2 separate regions of the Mus musculus genome follow, and region 1 is linked to region 2. A link is a contact called in public promoter capture Hi-C data. All regions are on one chromosome and are shown on one strand. Each heading gives the region's core, a stretch centred on a gene start, on an enhancer-like site or on the middle of the called end of the contact. The rest is flanking DNA. Distances are from core to core; before and after follow the strand shown.

Region 1 (7,266 bases), core at 1,367-3,866, about 17 Mb after region 2:
CTAGATTTGAGAAAACAAAAGCTGCATCTCATATATGTATCACATTATACACACACACATATATCTATACACATATACATCACATTCTCATGTATATACATCACACCAAGTACACGTACATATATATCACATCACATACATATACATCACATACATATACATATACAACATATCACATATACATGCATATACATCACATACATGTTCATACACATCACATCACATACATGTGCATATCACCTAACGTATCCTCTGGTCAATGCTTAACACATAGGATTTTCTTGTATTCATCTAGAAAGACTATAAAAAATTAATTCTTAAACTGCTGTAAATGAGAGAAATGAGAACAAAATCCCAGTTAGAAGGAATGCTTAAATTTGCATCGTTTTGTACAATTGCTGAGGTCTGTGATCTCCCCTGGGATGTAGAATTTGCTTAACCTCTTCCACTGCTGGATTTCCTCACAAGTTTAGAAAGAGCTTGTGGTAGATTGAACAGGAAAGGCGTCACAGATCATGTCTTCCAATGCTTGCCTACAGGGAGTGGCATTACTAGACTTGACTCTGTTGAAGTAGTTGGGACTTGGTTGCTGGAGGTTGTGTCACTCGTGGGTGGACTCTGAGTCTCAGCAGCTCACCCGAGGCCTAACGGCAGAGTCTCGTCACGCAGCCTGAGGATCAAGACGTAGGCCCTCAGTGCTGGAGAGATGGCTCAGCGGTTAAGAGCTCTTCCACAAGTTCTGAGTTCAACTCCCAGTCCCCACATGGTGACTCACAAGCATCTATAATGGGGTCCAAGCCCTCTTCTGGTGTGTCTGAAGACAGCTACAGTGTAATCAGGAAAAGAAAAAAAAAATCTTAAAGAAAAAAGAAAAGATGTAAGGCCCTTATTTAGCTCCTTCTCCAGCCATGTCTGCCTGCATCGCACCATGCTGTCTCTTCACAGAACTAGATGACAAAATCCGAAGGACTGCTTCCAATAAGTCAGCTCAAAAAACAGCTGGGAATTCATAAAACTCAAAAAGTTATCACGTCCAGAGTCTAGTCTCTGAATTGGTACTCAGACTTTTGCACACACACACACACACACACACAGAGGAAACAGGAAAAAAAAACTTTTAGCAAAAGCAAACTGCAGAACATACAATAGGCACCAATGAATCAAGCTATTAGTATATATAAGGTAATAGCCCATCAGGAAGAGACAAAGTTAAACAAAGGTTTGCTCTGCACTTAAAAGTTTTGTTTTCTTGTATTTTCTTCGTTTTTTTTTTCTTTTTGAAAGCCAACAAGAGTCACTTTTTTTCAACAAATATTTTATAGAGTACTTAATGTATGCCAAATAGTTTCCCACACGTTGGAATCCTGGTTAAGGCAAATACGGTTCCTGCTTTCTACAAGTTTATGTACCAGGTTATCAACGCAGAATACTATGGGAGCAAACTGAAAGGGTGTCTAACTTTCCAACAACCAGGAACTATTGCCCAAGAACCAATGTGTCTTAAGTTCTACCATTATAACCCCCCCCCCTCCATGGCCCCTACCTCCGCCCCCGGGGCACTTTGCATTTACAGGCTGCTTCAGTGATTAAGTAAGTTCACTAATGCTGACAACATCTGGAACACCTGGAAGCAAAGCACAAGCAATTCCAGTAGCTGCTACTGTTCCTGTTCCTCTATTTCCAGAATAGAATCTAAGTTGGTAGAATCTAAGTTTCTTGCGGGTATCAAACTCCAGAGCCTAGAAAACACCAGGGTGCATAACTGATATTGAAAATACAGTTTTCTTCTTCTTCTTCTTCTTTTTTTCCCCGAGACTGGGTTTCTCTGTGTAGACCAGGCAGGCCTCGAACTCAGAAATCTGCCTGCCTCCGCTTCCGCCTCCCAAGTGCTGGGAATTAAAGGTGTGTTTTCAAATTAACTAGCGAGCACTCAAAGCTTTCACTATCACCATCCTAATCCACGATACCTTGTGCCGAGTAGGAACTGGCTCTTATTGGTCCCCCAAGTCCACTTCTACTTTGTATTGATCATCACACAGCCTTTAGATGTTTTCAAAACTAAATTGTTGAATCAATAAATGAAGGAACGCCTCTTCCCCGGGTTGACTACTTTAAGTTGTGGAACTTGACCAACACCCAGATTAGAACCCAGAGGGGACCCCGCCCGTCTCCATCCATCCTCGCTATTCAGCTCCCTCCAATTCATCTCCTAGGTAACAGCATCCTTCAAGTCCCTGCCACTTCCGCCGAGTTCCACCAGGGGGCGCGCTGACAGCCCCCGCCCCGCCCGCCCCGCCCGCCCCGCCAGTCACCTGATCCCGTCTCTGCCTCGCGCGGCTCGGCCTCCACCGCCGACTCCCTCAGCGCCGCCAGCACGCTCTCAGGGGGCAGGTCGACCAGCTCCTGCCAGACCGACTTGGTGTAGAAGTCCACCGTGTGCGCGCTGGAAATGGCCAGGGCGCCCCTGAGGAAGCTCAGCAAGCCCTGTAACTTGTCGTGCAGCGTGGGCAGGTCCGGGGTCCTGGGCAGAGGGCAGGCCGCCGCCATGACGCTCATCCTCCGGGGCTGCAGGTGGCGCCAACATGGCCGCGCGACCCCTCTCTTCCCCGCCGGAAGCGGCTCAGGCTGAGGCAGTCGAGCTCCGAGCACGCGCCGGGTTGGGCGATTGATTGCTTCCGCCTCGTGACGTGTTAGGTCGGCGTCCACTGGCGTTCCAGGAACTCCCACCGTGGAAAAAGATGGCGCCTTCGCGGCCGTCTTCCAAGTGGCGGACCGGAGGGTTTGCGGCGCGTGGGGAAGGGATCTCTCAGGTCAGATTCGGAAACCAGAATGGGAAGCGCAGGACTTGGCGGCCGAACCCCCAGCAAGCCTTCCGGGGGAGCGTGCGCAAGGGTAAGGAGGGACAGCCGTGGAGGAGCGCTCGGGCCCGCCGAAGTCGAGGGAGTAGGATGGGATCCGGCTTGAGATCGGGGAAGCCGTTCCTAAGCTCGCCAAGTCCGAGAGCTTCTCAGTCCTTTGACTGAGAACCGGACGGTGCGGTCAGCTTCAGTGATTTAACGCAGATCTCAGGTCTAAGCGAAGACACGGGGCGTCTAGAGGTGCGCTTGGCTAAGAAGCACCCAGACATACTTGCATCTCTACTACAGCAAGTATGTAATATAGATACAATATTACATTAAAATACTCTGCCCCAAAGCTTTGATAACCAAAAGACACCACAGTAGCCCTCCAGTCTCATACTGCTGCCTTCCTTAGATTCGATTCGATGTCTTGTCTTTGAAGGCCTCTCGTTGCATGTCAGATGCTTAAGTGGTTTTTGTTCGATCTAAGAATAATCGACAGGTGTTCAGAAAGTTGTACAGTACCTCCCCCTTTTGTTTTGTGTTGTGTTTTGGAAAATAAGTGATTAGTAAGATCCTCCAAGGGAAAAATACTAGACTACTCTACTTTATTTATTAAGTGTTTACTGAAGACCCAAGTGAGATTGTATGTGGATTAAATAAAATGTAATTTGTGGATATGAGTCTAAATTCAAGGTGAGCAGTAAAGTTTAGTTTACTGTACTTAGAGTTTTTAATGTGATGTCTGACAACTCGCTGTTACCCTTATATTTAGGTAAAGGGCCACCTTGCTCTTCAGTGTACCATTAAATGGTTGCCTAACCTTATCTTTAAAGCAAAGCCAAGTAATTCTCTCATTTGAATATAAAGTAAAAGAAAAAAATATTTAGTTTTCATTTTCTGTTAAAGTAATTGTAACTGAAATCCTTCAATGTTAGGACAAGGTTTTGCATTTCGGAGAAAACTGAAGATCCAGCAAAATTACAAGAAATTGCTGTGGAAGGTGAAGGAGGCACCAGCGTCACAGGAGTCCCAGTTCACAGATCGTTACCCAGAGCACCTGAAACACCTCTATCTGGCCGAAGAGGAAAGACTCAGAAAACAGCAAAGAAAGGCTGGCCTGGCTTTGTCAGAAGAACAGGTTGACCGGCCTTTGCCTGAAGAGGAGGGCAGCACTGAGCAGACTTCCTCTGAAGAACCGCCAGGTGGTCACCAGCCACAGCCAGAAGAGCTGAACACAGGAAGGTAAGCACCTCCGTCTTCAGAAATTCCTCACTTTAAATGTAAAGAATGTTTTACTGACGACACAGGGAAAAATTTGTAAGAATCAGGATTTTTCTTAGCACTTTTTTCAAGTCATGTAATGGTATTTCATGGAGTCTCCCCACTTAGTGTTAAATGACTGAAAGAGGCTAGTTGAGCAGAGATGTCGAAAATAGGAAATGAGAATTAAGAGATCTGAGTTTTGAATTGCAGCCTCTCAAGAACATGTAATATAATTGGACCGTAATTAAGCGCAGTATTAATGTGTGCATCTTAATTTGGGGGTGGGGGACTATGTTTGATGTTGTAGATCTGGAAGCCCAACATTTAGGAACCTGAGTCCAGACAATTCCCAGTCCCAGGCCAGCATGGGCAACATAACCAGATACTAGAAAAACAATGCAGATGTGTAGCCATTGCCACTTTGGCTTATAAAGCCAGACTTTCCATAGTGGTATACCAGTGTCCACTATGATAGAAAGGATAGTATAAAATGATTTGAGAGCCACGGTGGACACCATCTTTTATAGCCTCATCCTGGATCATCTTCTCAGTCAATGATGTCCCTAAAGCATTACATTTCATGACATTTTATCATGTTCATTTATATCAAGTATTCTAAAACATGCCTGGTGTTTGGTAACTTTATGACTGCTAACTGCTGTTGTCTGTATTCTCATTTGCATTTTCTACAAAGGGTCCAGGAAATAGGTTGCGGTTAATGAAAACCAAGCAAGGGATGGTTTTATATGCCTGTAATCTTCTCAGAAGGCTGAAGCAGGAAGATTGCTGGTCATTCAAAGCTAGCTTGTGGTTCATAGTAAGATGCCATCCTATAAAACAACAAACATATTTAACACATGGACTTCTTCCTGAATGATTGCTGGCTTACCCCTGATAATCCCTGCACACAGGAGGCTTAACTCAGGAGGCCCCAATAGTGAGAGGCTAAGCTGAGGTAGATGGTGAGTTTCAGACCAGCTTACACTATTTTACCTTAAAACAAAACCCTGCTTACCCCTTGATTTTATTAGAGGTAGTTTGTAAGACTGTTACTACATATAATTCAAGCAAAACTGCCTTAACGTGCACAGCAAGGCATTACTTCAGATCTTAACTTTTTTTTTTTTTTAAACCAAAATGTTGTCTTTCAAAGCTAGGGCAAGGATTGCACGCACAAATCATATGCAGAATCAAGCCAGGTCAAATCCCATCATGGACTGGGGAGAGAGTTACAAAGTCCCATATGGAGCTTAGGAGAGTTTGGCAATTGATGGCTGGGGCGGGCGAGTCTGCCACGTCAGACAGCCCATGCCCCAGTAGGTGGCTCCACACCCATGCACGTGCACATGTTGGCATCAGGAAGCAGACTCGTTTTTTAAAAAGTACAAAAGATGCACATGAAGCTAGGAGGGGGAAGTGCAGAGAAGTAAGGGATGGGATGGAATTGAGGAAGAAGAAAAGGTGGGTAGGTTTGACCAATAATACTTGTAGGGATGTATATAATTCTCAATTTAAAAACAAAACTGAGCATTATTTGTGTTGCAAATAAGAAGAAAGTATGTAGTAGGAATAAAAGAAGAAATGAGGGTTGGTGGTATTTTGTTTTTGGTAGATTCCTCTGTCAGGAAATAGTAGGTGAGACAGGTCAATCCTTGGAGCTCATTGGCTAGCCCCCTGGTTTGTGGAGAGCCCTTGTCTCAGATATGGTGGTGAGCAGTGCCTTAGTCTCCAGACATGTCATCCACTATGCCCAAACCTACAGGAACACTCATGTGCATGAGGATTAGAAGTGAAGAATGACACTGTCTCACACTGACGTTTTCAGAAGTACATAATGGAAGCAAAAAGCCCATTGAATATTTGAGGCTGGGGGATCAGGATTGTCTTGGTAAGGGCAGTTTGGAATGGTGGAGCAGAAATTGTGAGTCAGAGAGTCAGTAGTGAGTAGGAAGTCATGACTAGTTTACTCATGTAGACATTTACTCTGGTAATGGAAGACGTGCATTTATTTGTAACTGGGAAGCTACCAAGTCAGGTAACAGGTGACACTAGCGACTGCCCTTTCCAGTGCAGAGCACAGCAAACGAAGGCTGTGTTTGCGAGGGATGACTCGTGCTAAGAGGAGGAGGCAGACACAAGGTGACCACAGCAGTCACATACAACTTCTGTTGTATCCAGTACTGGACGTTCTATCTGCTCTAATAGCTTACTATCCATTCTGACTACACTTGTTAAATATTTCTCCCCCAAAATCTATTTACCGTCCTTTAATCTGTAGTCGTGATTATACAATAGCTTTAATGTCTTATTTGGGCATTTTCCTTTTGTTGTTGCTGTAGGTGGTATTGGTAATTCTTTTCATGCTTTCTTCAATTTGTATTAGTAAAGTTTTTGTAGATACTGGATCTGACACAGTAGCATAATTTTGGCTAAATCATTTTTGAACAGTTTAACTTCCCTATCTTAATCTATCTTGCAAGTTCTGTGACTTTTCCAAAGAATAAGAAAAAGAAAACTTCAAACCAGAAGGCACAAGAAGAGTATGAACGAGTACAAGCGAAGCGTGCTGCTAAGAAATTTGTAAGTCCTACTTAGTGATTCTGGAGCCTTGTTTCTCTTTCTCTACCATGTGTGCAAGCTGTGCTTCTTAGGATTGCTACATAATGTTATCTGTACCTACTTTATGCTTTACTCAGTAGACTTGTAGAATTGTACAATGTTCAAAGTCTTTGACTGGCTCAGATAATATTACTAGGTCAATGATAAGATTTAAAAAAAAAAGCAAGCAAGAAAATGTTGCTGGTCAGATAATGACAGCAGCATCTGTGATAATGTTTCTCAAGCTATGGCCTAGGAACTGGGTTCTTTAGCAAGTTCCTTGAAATAATTTTATGTGCTGTAAATTTGAGTTCTGGGGACCTAATTAAGACAATTAATGAATGATTTTCAGACGTTGTTAAGGCAGGGCGTCAATATGTAGCTCTGGCTGGCCTGACTCAGAGACCCGCCTGCCTCTGCCTTGTCAGTGCAGTGATTAGACACGTGCTTCACCACCTCGGCCAGCTTCTTATCCCTGTGTGTGTTTACAATAAATGTGTGCTTAACTGATGTTAAGGAATGTGACGGAGCATCCTGAGCACTTGAGAATCTGTTTATAAAA
Region 2 (6,772 bases), core at 2,734-5,233:
TTGAGGCCCTGGGTTCAATCCCCAGCAACAAAGCAATAAAAATTAAAATCATCTTGTTGTCATTAAGTAGAAGGATGTTGAAGACACATCCCAGTGTGATAAAAGTGCTTTATATATGCATATATTGATTTATATCTAATTTTTCTTATTAAAAGCCAAAAACATGGGCTGGAGAGATGGCTCAGCAGTTAAGAGCACTGATTGCTCTTCCAGAGGTCCTGAGTTTAATTCCCAGCAACCACATGGTGGCTCAGAACCATTTGTAATGGGCATCCGATGCCACCTTTTGGTGTGTTTGCAGACAGTGACAGTGTATCCACATACATGAAATATGTACATGTGAGAGGGCTCAGTCCACTGGGGACCATGCCACCCCTGGAAGGTTCTAGGTGGCATACAAAAGTAAACAGAGCAAGCCGTGGAGAGCAAGCCAGTACACAGAACTCCTCCATGGCCTCGGCTTCAGTTCTAGTCTCCAGGTTCCTGCCCCGAGAGTTCCTCCCCTTGTTTTTAGTTGTAGTCTTGATCATAGCAATAGAATTCTAACTAAAACAACAAGAATGGAGACCAACAGCCCCCACTGTAAGATGTGTAACTGAAGCCATTTTGGATGATTCAGCCTAAGAATTTATGTAAGGAAATTTCTTACGAAAAGATGCCAGTACCCACTCCCGTATGTTTTTTTTTTTTTTTTAAATTGTGCACTCTCATCTTTAACATTTTATTGCTTGGTGCTTTTGACCTGTCCTGTAGCTTACGCTAAGACCACCTGCTGAACTCAAGTCTGTAACTGCGCCTCCGCATTCACCTGTGCTCTAGATTCACTAAGGTTTAGAGACAGGGTCTCACCATGTAGCATGGCTGGCCTCCTACTCACAGAGATCTGCTTTCTAGGTGCTGAATATGGGATTAAATGTGTGACCACCACACTCTGCTAGTCAAATGTGTTTCTGTGTTTCCCTTGGTGGCCTAGTAGTAGTTAAGATTAACTGTGCTTTCTGGAACTGTCCCTTTCTCTCAAATATCCCATGGACACTGTAATTTGCATGGGTCACAGGTACTACACATCACACTGAGCAAGTTCCAAGTGCAACCAATTATCTTCCTCGGAAGAGCTGCATGCTCTCTCTTATTAGCACTCAGTGCCTATCCTATCTCTAGAGAGTGTATATGCACACGTGAATGGCAGAGTCTTGCTCTGTAGTCCTGGCTGGCCCAGAATTTGTAATCTTCCTTCTTCATCCTCACCCGGAATCCCTTCCCAGATTGTTGAGTGGTCTCTTCAACCATCCGGCTATTGTAACCAAAAACCTTAACCTACCTTCTGTTCCTCTCCACATATTCAGTAGGTCAGTTCCCGCTCTTGAATGTAATGTCCCCGAAACGTCCCTTCTGATTTGGTTACCACTATCCTAATCATTTCTCATACAGACATCAGATCTTCTCTGCTAGTTTACATCCTGCTCTTTCCTTCACGTTAAAGACAGACAGGCTAAAAATCTTAAGCTTGATCATGTCACTTACTCCCCTGCTTACAGTTCAGGAACAGAATCCTATGGCTTTAGGATAAAATCCAAATGTCTCAGCACATAAAACTATTGAAGATCTTTCCTATGTCTCCAGCTACCCTCCTCTGCTGTTCCAGGCACCCCACTCGTGTGCACCCTAGACACATCTATAAGACTGAACAGTTTTGTAGTGCTTTAAATGGGACACACATTCCCGAGCTTCGGCTATTTTGTGCAGACTTTTCCCTTGGCCTGGAAAAGCCACTCTTGTCCTCTTGCCATGCTAAAACCTACAGCAAAACTCAATTCAGGTCCCATCTTAAAAATCATCTTCTGACATCCTTTCTGACACTCTCAGAAGGCTCCTTTCACTGAGTTCTCAAAGCCTTTTATGCTGGTCTAGATGTTATCATTCAACATGCTAACGTGGTAGAAGACAATGCTGGCAAAGACTCGGTACAGAATCTGCTCAGTAACAGATGAAGAGCTGAGGTTGAAACCCCAAGTTAAAGGTGTCAACGCTAACAAGACTGAGGTTAGGGTTAAGGCTTTTAAGAAAGGCTAGCAGAAGCACTAAGGGCTTGGTGCAGCAAAAAGGAAAACCCTTCTTCACAGAAGATGGCAGGTATGTGGTTAGAACCAGAAAAAAGTGCAGTTTAGTATCTTCGAGAGGAAGGAACTAAACACCAGGAAAGTGATTTCACTAAAATCACTTTAAAATCGGAGCTGCCAAAAAGTACAGGTCTGTAGACCCACTCGCAATGGACATGAGAAAAGAAGAGTTTCCAGTAACAAAACCCAATTGAGAATCAAGTCAAGCCAAGTCAAGTTCAACACGGCATCATCCGACTGAACAAGGCCAGGATGAACATGCACCATCTGGTATGGTACTCCTCTCGAATGATTCCAGCTAGCTGCATATAGCTATTGAGGGATTTAGGTTTAAAGTGAATGAACATATTTGCTGTGTGTGGTTTTTTAATTAGACAACACAGGTCTAAATCACTGCATGTACATTACAAATGGCTTGAAAAACAGCTTACTTACATTGGTGAGAGAAATTTAAAACTCCCTCTTACCTCGTCATAGCTTGCAGTTCTGTCGATACGGTGAATAATATCAATGTTCACATTCCCCAGTCTCTCTGCAAATGTAAGAAACTGCAGAGAAAAAGCATATTTAAGACATATTAGCATTCAATGCTTATCAGGTTTTGATATCTGCTGGAGTAAAACTACACCATAATCACATCAAATTCTGAACACAGAACGTTTTAGAGCTTCAGTGAGCAACCTCTGGACCATCACCACAAACAACAGTACCCTTAGCGTATCATTTCAGACCCGTGGTTTCTATTGGTCATAAAATATGTAACTTTTTAAAATAAGAGCAGCTATTACTTATGAAACACAAAAGGTAAATGTAAGAACTCTAAACAAAAGCAGTTACTACTTGAAGATAATAAATACTTGTACTTTTTGCATAACTTACTTCATCTGTATTTCTTTTTTCTTTTAACTTAAGTACCCTTGGAACAGGCTATGTAGCCAACGATGACCTTAAAATTTAAGTTCAGACCCTCTTGCTTCTACATCCCCAGGTCTGGGGTAACAGGCATTTAGCCATCACACCTGTTTTTGTTGTAACTGTTGTTGTTTTTAATGGGGATCCAACCTAGGGCTCCCTGAATGTTATTCAAACACTCCACCAACCGATCTACCTCCTACATTATGTTTTATCAAATACAATTTCCACACAGACTGGAACCTGGACGAACGCTTTCACACCACACCGAAAGCACAGGGATCTCGCTAAGTTGTGGGAACAGGTATATTTTTTAAAAACAGACAGACTCAGTTACAAAAGGGCTTGGAAAGGCATTATAAAGTACAACAGTAGCCAGCAGAAGTCATTCGCCACTTGCCAGCTCGCTCTACCCTCCTCTGTTCAGTCTTTAAAGTTAGAAGGGGGACTCGGTTGCAGACGATCCCCTGGGCCAATCAATTTGAGCCTGGAGTGAAGGGAGTTGCCCAGACAGGCCAGATCTCACCGCTAAAAGGCGGACTCTGGAATTCAAGTTTCCTCACTCCCCTGCGAACTAATGTTTTTTTTTTTTTTTTATACTGGCATAGTCTCCCATTTTCGCCAGAGCCCCGGGCAAGCGATTCCGGCTCTGCCCGGACTTGCAGGCCCTGGGGTTAAGGCGATCAGCTGGTCAGGCAGAGGCAGGGCGAACCGCGGCTCCGGGCCCAAACTCCCGCGCTCACCCGGTATGTGTTCTCGGTCTTGTGCGAAAGTGGCTTTGGCTTCATGGCTGCGGCGGGACAGCGGCCCGCGAGGGTCTCAGGACGACAGGAAGGGATCCGCGGGCACTGCGGAGGAGAAAGTTACTCCCACGCGGTACTCTCCAATGCTCCGGTGCCTGCTTTTCCTCACGTGTAGTTAGTGCCGCTGGGCGCCGCCATGTTGGAAAGCCAGGATGTGTGGGTCATGTGGGCGGAAGAGGCGGGCCGAGCATGCGTGCTCTTCCTGATTGTCAGTCGTGCAGTTTGCGGATGTACAGTTTTTGCTACATGAGAAGTTGGCCAACACAAAACAAACTCAGTGGTATTTTTGTGGACGTTTTGTTTTGTTTTGGACATTGTTTGTCATATTTGTCATTTGCCTGTTGGTCTTGATTTTCGTTTTTGTAGATTGGTGGTGATGGTGGGGTTTGGTTTGGTTTGGTGTTTTGTTTTTTCAAGACAGGGTTTCTCTAATCCTGGCTGTCCTGGAACTCACTGTGTAGACCAGGCCGGCCTCGAACTCAGAAATCCGCCTACCTCTACCTCCCAAGTGCTGGGATTAAAGGCTTATGCCACCACTGCCCAGCGTCCTTCCTTCCTTCCTTTCTTTCTTTCTTTCTTTCTTTCTTTCTTTCTTTCTTTCTTTCTTTTTTAAGAGAGAAGAATGTACAGTTGAATGGGTTGGGAGAATCTGAGAGGAGTTGGGAAAGGGAAAAACACGATCAAAATATATTGTATGAAAATTTTTAATAAAAAGGATAAAAGGGTTTTATTATAGAAAGAAAGCATAACCGTCACAACCTAGCATTAACTGCTGCTCGATACATACCGTGCACCATCAAAAGCTGTTTCCACCCATAATACAGTAATGCTGGTTATAAACTCAAAACGTGAAGTGTATGTTTGTTTGTTTTTTTTAAGCCCCCTTGGCATGCAAGGAAACCAAAGTTGGGCATCTTGTAAGTGACGATCTTCATTCACACGCAGACTCCGAGGTCCAGGTTTTAGTTTAGTACTAGAAAATAAAATCTGGCTCTTCACGAATGCCAGGAAGCAGCTCTACCACTAAGCTAGATCCTACAGCTCTTAATCATATATATAGAGAGAGTGTGTGTGTACAGTCGATGAGCCATGGAGTTATTTGCACAAAAATTGATGGAGGAAGGTCCAAGTGCAAAGTCCTTGAGATAAGATTTCATCCTAGCCTGGCTTGTGAGTAGTCAGAGCCCATCATGGGTAGAATACAGTGAATCAAGATATCTTTGCCTCCATTTATTACCTTTCCCATTGTAATCCATTTTAATCCATGGGAGTTCTGGGTATTTCTTCAAATCATGAAACAGTTCCCATGACTTTTGAACTGGGTTTGGTTGGCCAATCCATCATCATTTTATATTTTCTGTCCCCATGAGTTTTGTTTTGTTTTGTTTTGAGACAAAGTTTTTTTGTATAGCCTTGGCCATCCTTTCACTGTAGCCCAAGTGGGTTTCAAACTCAAAGAGCCCCCTGTCTCTGCTACTCAGTGCTGGGATCAGAAGTGTGCACCACCAATCACCACCCAGCTCCCTTCCTCATGATTCTCTGTGTTAAAGAGTAAGGTGTAAAACTGCCCCAATTATATACAAGTCAAACAATCCAAACGGAAATAACACTAGTAAGGTTCCTTATTCATAATAGACTTTGAATGTCTGAAATAATCCCGCATCCATTACCTCTCTGGTGTTTATGACAGCCCTGTGAGGTAAGCAGAAAGATATAATTGCCTTCCTATCATACAGAAAGAAATGAAATAGTCCCAGAGAAATTAAGCAATTTTGCCAAGGTCATGTGCTTTTGCTTGCCAATGCCAGAGCTTCTTACTCAGGCTTCAAAGGCCCTGGCACAATACTCATCTTCCCAAGTGATAAATGGTTGGCACTGTATAGCTCTCATGCTGCCCCAAGCACTGTTGCAAGTGTTTCCCATATGATGACTCATTTACTCTTCCTACCAGGTAGTTCTATTATCTTCATTTACCAATGAGGAAGCTAAGAGACAGACTGGGTAACTTGGCAGAGACTAGCTAACCCCATAAGGAAGTCAGAGTACCCAACAGTTGCAGGCAATGTCAGGATTTGTACTCTTAGTCTATGCACTATGCTACCAGAGGATTTGGGAAAAAGTTTTGTGATTCAGGCCATTGTGGGCACAGCTCAAGAGTCTTTGAGATCAAATCCAGAGATCCATTTACTCCTTAGATTGTTGCAAGCCCTTCCTGTGATGTCTATAGCCTCTTGGTCTTATTATCCACTTAATGTGATTGGGAGATATAATTAAATCTTTGTCCTTAAACTACTTATCTGTGTGGAAGAAACAAGGCTGAGCAGTCATCATTTTACTGTTTAGCTTGAGTTCATTAAGAATATGGAATAATACAATACACCTGTGTGGTTTTCACCTAGTTTGCCTGTATTGGGTTAGACAATCTCTATTTTCTGTTTTCTTTTTGGATGCCCACCCCTGTTTGTTTATTCTCAATTCATGAAGTTACAATGACAACAGGGTTATCCTGTCTCCAGGGTTCCATACATGGCTTAGATCCGTGTGTGTGTGTGTGTGTGTGTGTGTGTGTGTGCGCGCGCGCGCCTGTATGTGTATTGGTGTGTGTGTGTGCCTGTGTATATATTTATACATGTACTATGTGTGTGTCTTTCTATGTGTGTATGTTTGTGTGTGTGTCTTCTTGTTTGTGTTTGTGTCTCTCTGTGTGTGTTCAATTAGTTCAGTGAAAGTTGTTCCTAGATCCTAGAACTTGCTAGTTGAATTATTGGGAAACAAGGCTGTTTCTACTTGGAGACTAATAAATATAGTTGGTTATAAAATTGAGATTTCTGGTAGCCATCTTATACCATACAGGGACAACCAGCAAGAGAAGGAGTGGATGATTTCAGATGAGTGCAGTACCCAAAGAGGAGCAGATCAAGTTCCAGATTTTCAGCA

The links. Promoter capture Hi-C pulls out the DNA fragments that hold promoters and counts their contacts.
Region 1: a promoter capture Hi-C map of pre-B cells shows a contact between it and region 2. The contact joins the promoter of Mettl25 here to the promoter of Utp20 in region 2. A contact is called at or near these places in 1 of 39 promoter capture datasets (pre-B cells) and 1 of 484 Hi-C or Micro-C datasets (CD4 T cells).

What each region holds. Positions count from the first base shown.
Region 1 is chr10:105,838,764-105,846,029 of GRCm38.p6, forward strand. Mettl25 (methyltransferase like 25) reads right to left here and starts at 2,617. Exons shown (of 12, transcript NM_207522.2): 1 at 2,313-2,617. The coding sequence starts at 2,556. It overlaps Ccdc59 (coiled-coil domain containing 59), which reads left to right and starts at 2,716. Exons shown (of 4, transcript NM_025602.3): 1 at 2,716-2,892; 2 at 3,779-4,085; 3 at 6,587-6,686. The coding sequence starts at 2,739.
Region 2 is chr10:88,822,831-88,829,602 of GRCm38.p6, forward strand. Utp20 (UTP20 small subunit processome component) reads right to left here and starts at 3,984. Exons shown (of 62, transcript NM_175158.3): 1 at 3,776-3,984; 2 at 2,588-2,668. The coding sequence starts at 3,820.